Regions from separate parts of the Oryctolagus cuniculus genome. Here region 1 is linked to region 2. Evidence: chromatin contacts called from public Hi-C data. All regions are on one chromosome and are shown on one strand. The core of a region is the stretch at or near the end of the contact, and the rest is flanking DNA. Distances in the headings are between cores, read along the strand shown.

Region 1 (2,730 bases), core at 181-2,680, 530 kb after region 2:
CCACAGGGCAAACACAGACCAGTTCTCAAGCCCCGGGTGCCACAAAGCCACCTGCTGGACACACCCTTACCTCCACCTTCTGACCAGGCACAGTCCCAGCTGTATGAAGTGACCCTCTAAGTCCCTCCAATAATGCCATGAGTTAAACACGCCTGTTCTTGTCCCTTACAAGGTGAGAGACAGAGGCACACTGAGGTTAAATGACTGACCCACATCACACAGCTAGGGAGCAGGAGAGCTGGGGCTGGAGCCAGTTATAGTCTCATTGTAGGATCCTAAATTGCCAGAGATATGTACATTAAACCAGGCACACAAAGCGAGGCTCATGGATTGGAATAGGATAGGATGGGTAAAAACGAAACTGTGTCTCAGAGTTTTTAATCCAAGACATACTAATGTCAGATAAAGACAGAAGGGTTTTGATGGTCAGTGTGCTGACCTGTCCCATGCTTTAAATATATATATATATATACATATATATTTATTTGAAAGTCAGAGTTACAGGCAGAAAGGAAGATGGGCGAGAAGGAATCGTCTATCTGCTGGTTCACTCCCCAAATAGCCACATGGCTAGGTTCCCCCGTGTGGGTGGCAGGGACCCAGGCACTTGGGCCATCCTCTAGTCCCTTCCCAGGCACGATAGCAGGGAGGTGGATCCGAAGCCGAGCAGCCGGGACTCGAACTTGTACTTATATGGAATACTGGCATAGTGGGAGGTGGCGTAACCACTGTGCCACAATGCAGGTCCCTGTCCGTCCTTTTAGGAAGGCCTCAGAGAAGCCTCCCCCAGGTCCACCCACACCCTCTAGTATCCACCTGACAGGCAGCCAGGGCCCCAGTGCCTGACCCCGGGGTATCTTCCAGGATCTGCAGCGCCCGCCCCTTCAGGTTCCTGCACACTGTGCCTTCTACTGGAACCCCGTGTGAGGGCATCCGCAGCTAGTGCAGCCATGCTCACGTCCTACAGAGTGGACCCCACCACTTACCGTCCCCTTAAATGTACTCAGTATCCCCTTAAATGTAATTTTTAGCACTCCAGGGTGCCAAGCCCCGAAACCACTATAGAAATCAACAACTTCCCCGGGGGAAGTCGCTATCTGCTGGTACTGACAGGCACTGCAGTCCTGGAAGACCCGCGCAAGGTGGGAACAGGGTGTGGGGGCAGGGAGGAGCCGGGAGCAGCGGAGAAGTTCCACCTCGGCGCGTGGGCGGCCAGCCAGGTGCAGCCAAGGGCGGCGCTCAGTCGCTCCGTCAGGGGCTGCAGGCCTGGGCGCGGCCTCCCGAACACCGGGGAGCCTGCAGCTCCGGTCTCGCTCTCCCAACCCCTGGCAGGACCCTGCGCCGCCCCTGACCTCGCCGGAGTCCCGGGCTGGGCAGGGACAAAGGGCAGGCCTTCCTAGTGTCGTGCAGCGGAGAGGCCCGATTTCCCATGAATCCCCTTATCTGATGGCATCCGCTAGGAACCGCAGCAGAGGGGACGCCCGCTGCCGCCCGCCGCCATTCTCGGTGCCGAAGCGCCACCTAGAGGCCAGTCTGGCTCAAACCACCGTGGAGGATCAATTCTAAATGTCTCAATAAAACCCGAAAGACAAAAAGGTGAGAAAATGGCACGACCCTTAGGATACCGTCAGTTCCTTTTCCAGCCCCGTGTAGTCTGCTGATGAGATGCCCAGGGGCCGAATGTCTCAGTTTCTCAATGGCATGGGTCATCTGTAGCTTGGGACCAGTGTCCTCTCATATTCTAAAATCTAGATTTGGGGCTGGCAACGTAGTGCAGCAGGGTGAGCCGCTGCGGGGGACACCGGGGGACACCGGCATTCCATACCCGAGCGCTGGTTCTGGGGCCAAGGCTGCTCCACTTCTGATCCAGCTCCCTGCTAATGCACCTTGGAAAGCTGCAGAAGATGGCCCAAGTCCTTGGGCCCCTGCCACCCACCCGGGAGACCTGGATGGAGTTCCAGGTTCCTGGCCTCGGCCTGGTCCAGCCCCAGCTGTTGTAGCCGTTTAGGAAGTGAACCAGCAGGTGGAAGATCAATCTCTGCCTGTCACCCTGCCTTTCCAATAAAATAAACCTTTAAAATAAATTAAAATCTAGATTCGAAGAGCAAATGTGCCAAGGAAGCACCCTAGTTTGCCCTGCTTTCCAGAACCAACCCATCCATTGCTCTCCCACCTGGAAGCTGAGGCTCTCTGCCTAGCCCTGCCGGCCGGTGTAGCCGTGGAGGGGGCAGGGTGGAGGTGGGGGCGGAGCTCCTTCTTAGGAGTTTGCAGATTCTGCTTGGCTGGACTCGGTTGCCCTACTCTGAGGACGAGTGCACATGTATCCTGGGCCATTTATTGGGAAGTGGCTGATGAACATACAAGGCATCAAAGAGAAACTGATAGTTCAGAGGAGGCTATAATTATCTTAGCCCGAAGACAATGCAAGCTGGATGGTGCCAGCAGCCCCAGCTGAACAGTGAGGAAGAACAGCCGAGCACCAACAACAGGAAGGTAGGCTCCTACACTGAGTGAGACTTTGCTTTGACCACGCCCTCGGCCCTTGGATTTGGTGTTTCTGTTCATGCCTTTGTTAGGCTGCAGTGTAGCCTCCTACTACTCAGCTCACTGCAAAGTCCTTCTGAGAAGCCAGCCAGCCTGCTGCGGGAAGTCTCACACAGTCCTTGGGGATCTGCGGAGCTTGGGGTCAAGGAGGAGTCTCACCCAGGATGTATTCCGGGAGGCTCAGCA
Region 2 (3,145 bases), core at 567-3,066:
AGGCATAGTCTACAGACCTCTTAAATGTGTACATTATGGCCCGTGTATAATATAAACTAAACCTTTGAAAAATGGGATGACCAAGTACTTGCCTATAGGGGTGTGGTTCCACTGACTTTCCAAGAGGGGAGAAAAATGAAGCACTAGGATATCTTACCAAGCAGAAGTCCCGTTTCTGTTTTCTTACGCCTAGAGGCTAAGTAGCCATATGTGCTGGAAAAAGAACCTCCTTTCAAACAACCGAACTGCTTCATTGAGAATGTTTGCATCTACACACTCAGTGGGCCACTGGGTCTCACTCTCAATCCTAAGCATGATTTTGTGGCGTGTTGCTTCACCTGAGCATGTACTGACAAGTGACCTTCAATAACCCTTTGCTTCTTGCAGTTACTGCTGCCACGCTGAGTGATGAAGTTTGAGTTTCACAAGTGAGCGCTAACTCGATACCTTTCCTGCGGCCTTACCTGGGCCTCTGAGCTGCACCAAGCTACTACTCCAGTGAACACGTGGTGTCCTTTAAGGACAAAATAAACACCTGGTGCGTTTGCTAATAGTTCTTGCTGACTTTAATGCAAATATTGTAAAATAGACACATACTCACAAAATTGTTAACATCTTGATTGAGGCTAACTTAAAGCTCTTTTCTATGTTTTTGTATTTTCAAATATAAGTGAGGAAAATTCCAAGTTTTCTATGAAGTAAAATCCCAACTTTACAATCATTCATTCATATTATTATACTTCTTAAGGTTAATTGCATGGCAACATTGAAAACAGCCAATTTAGTGAATATCTTGAACTTACCTAACCAAGGCAAAGATTCCAGATTTCATTTTTTTTTTTTTTATTTTTTTATTTTTTTATTTTTTTTATTTTTTGACAGGCAGAGTGGACAGTGAGAGAGAGAGAGAGACAGAGAGAAAGGTCTTCCTTTTTGCCGTTGGTTCACCCTCCAATGGCCGCCGCGGCCAGCGTGCTGCGGCCGGCGCACCGCGCTGATCCGATGGCAGGAGCCAGGAGCCAGGTGCTTTTCCTGGTCTCCCATGGGGTGCAGGGCCCAAGCACCTGGGCCATCCTCCACTGCACTCCCTGGCCACAGCAGAGGGCTGGCCTGGAAGAGGGGCAACCGGGACAGAATCCGGAGCCCCGACCGGGACTAGAACCCGGTGTGCCGGCGCCGCTAGGCGGAGGATTAGCCTAGTGAGCCGCGGCGCCGGCCCCAGATTTCATTTAAACATGGTATGCTGTTAACAAGTCATTGTGTTGTTAAACTATAATGATGTTATTAGCATTAGTCATTATATTGATAAATCTAATAGAACCAGAAGGAACTGCCTGAATAAGTAAATCTGTCACTGTTTAAAAACCGTAGTGTTGGGCACTGAAGCATGCCATGGAGGGCACACGTGCTGCAGTCAACCTTACCCCACTCAGGTGTCCCCTTCCGTCACCAGTCTACATGCGCACCAGTGTTCCTTGACCCGAGGGCACACTCTGGACTGGCTCCCTGGCAGGCATTAGGTGCTCCCACTGATGTGAATGCCCCCTGCTTTGTTAAAACCCAACTCTGCTTTAAACATAAAATTCACTTGTCTACATGTTTAAAAGAACATCTTGCTATCAAGATATTCTCATGTAGCAGTAAAAAGTCAAATGCCTTTCTGAGGACAAGGAACTGACCATTACACAGAAGCTGATTGGCTCAGAGGATAAGACCCACCTTTCTAATCTTGCTAGTGAGGCAGTGCAGTAGCTTCCCACGATTTCCTGCCTGCTGTGGCCAGTAAGAAGATATGTCCACTGAGACAGCAACAGGATGGTTCTGCTGCCAAGCTGTGTGGCCTTCGCTGCAACCTCTCCACTGCGGAGGCTTATTTTTAGTGCGCACTCACGCAGTGTAACTAGGAATGTACTTTCCCCCGAAGAGTACTAAATTCATCATGGTCTTGAAGTATTATTCACATTGAGAGTTATATGAAATCAAGTCAGAACACTTCATCCTGAAAGTAAGTATAAATGTCAATTAAATGATATTTTAAAATGTGAACTGCCCCAGTGTGATGAAATCATTGAACTCCGCGATCTTGTGGTACTGGACTTCTGCTGCTGTCGCCGTGATAAGTGTCTGGGGGCTGAATCCCCAGTAGGACAGTGTGAGGGAGGGCTTTGTTAGGGACAGACTGTTTATGCAACACTGTTTTGTTGGCAATGAAAGTGAAAAACGGGCATCATGATATCTGGCACAAATCAGTTTCAAGCTTTATAGATAATAAAAGTAGAACCTCTGTAGCTAAAGTCGTCACTGGAAGAATCTTCCTGATTGTGGGACTCTGGGTGTGGGCTGGAGGGTAAGGATCAGGCCGTAGTGGGAACTGTCTCCAAAACCAGAAAGCAGCATTAAACAAAACTGACAGCAAAAGAGATGCAGGCCAGGAATTACTTTTTGCTTTTTCTTTTTTTAATATCTATATAAAAAATAACGAGCGATTTACAGATCTCTTTCTCTAATCAGAACCTCAGTGTATATATAAAGGGACTGTACAATATATAAACATTTACAACCAGTACATCCATATTTTTCTAGACATTCCAAGGCCACATCGCTAAATCAGTATATAATCAGTACAGTGACAGGTTACTTAGGAAGAGCCACATCAGACTGACAACATATGACATCAAAGTTATGTCACAGTTAACGATAAAAATAGGATTTGTATCACTAATTGTGAGCTATAGGGAAAATAAATTTCTGTGGTACTAAATTCTTGGCATTTACCACGCCTCCTAGTTTTGCTCTATTCAAGTAGTTAACAATGGGTGACTAAATATAGTTCTGGATGAAAATGGGGTTTCACAACTCCCTCTGGGAAGTGCGTCTTATCTCCAGGGCTGATACAGTTGTCACGTGCGAGAGTTTCACAGTCAGACTGGCAGAGGGAAGGACCTGATGTGTTGTTTCACAAGATGAACTTGGGTGACAGCACAAGTGTGTGCAAATATTCTAGAAAATAATTTGATTCTGAGAATGTGCCTTTTTTGACAATGCTACTGAGTGCTGTTTCATGGGACTGAGAAGCCCGCTGTTTTACGGAGTTTAAAACTTCCTCTTTCAACAAATATCTTTAATTAGAATTCAAGAGGACTCT

What was found. A called contact is a pair of places that touch in the nucleus more often than the background predicts.
Region 1: a Hi-C map of liver shows a contact between it and region 2, with 6 times the contacts expected there. The contact joins two enhancer-like sites. A contact is called at or near these places in 4 of 6 Hi-C or Micro-C datasets (ear pinna, liver, psoas muscle and 1 more).

Annotation. Positions count from the first base shown.
Region 1 is chr7:57,209,706-57,212,435 of mOryCun1.1, forward strand. The region is part of intron 1 of LOC127493688 (a long non-coding RNA gene); the gene reads right to left. Among named protein-coding and RNA genes, the nearest start is that of LRIG2, 77 kb to the right of the region's middle. Within about 2 kb of position 1,431, at least 3 of the 8 cell types and tissues checked have an H3K27ac peak or open chromatin away from gene starts, as enhancers often do.
Region 2 is chr7:56,679,330-56,682,474 of mOryCun1.1, forward strand. MAGI3 (membrane associated guanylate kinase, WW and PDZ domain containing 3) reads right to left here. Exons shown (of 22, transcript XM_017345964.3): 22 at 2,436-3,145. It overlaps PHTF1 (putative homeodomain transcription factor 1), which reads left to right. Exons shown (of 19, transcript XM_070077843.1): 19 at 388-553. The coding sequence ends at 405. Among named protein-coding and RNA genes, the nearest start is that of PHTF1, 54 kb to the left of the region's middle. Within about 2 kb of position 1,817, at least 1 of the 8 cell types and tissues checked has an H3K27ac peak or open chromatin away from gene starts, as enhancers often do.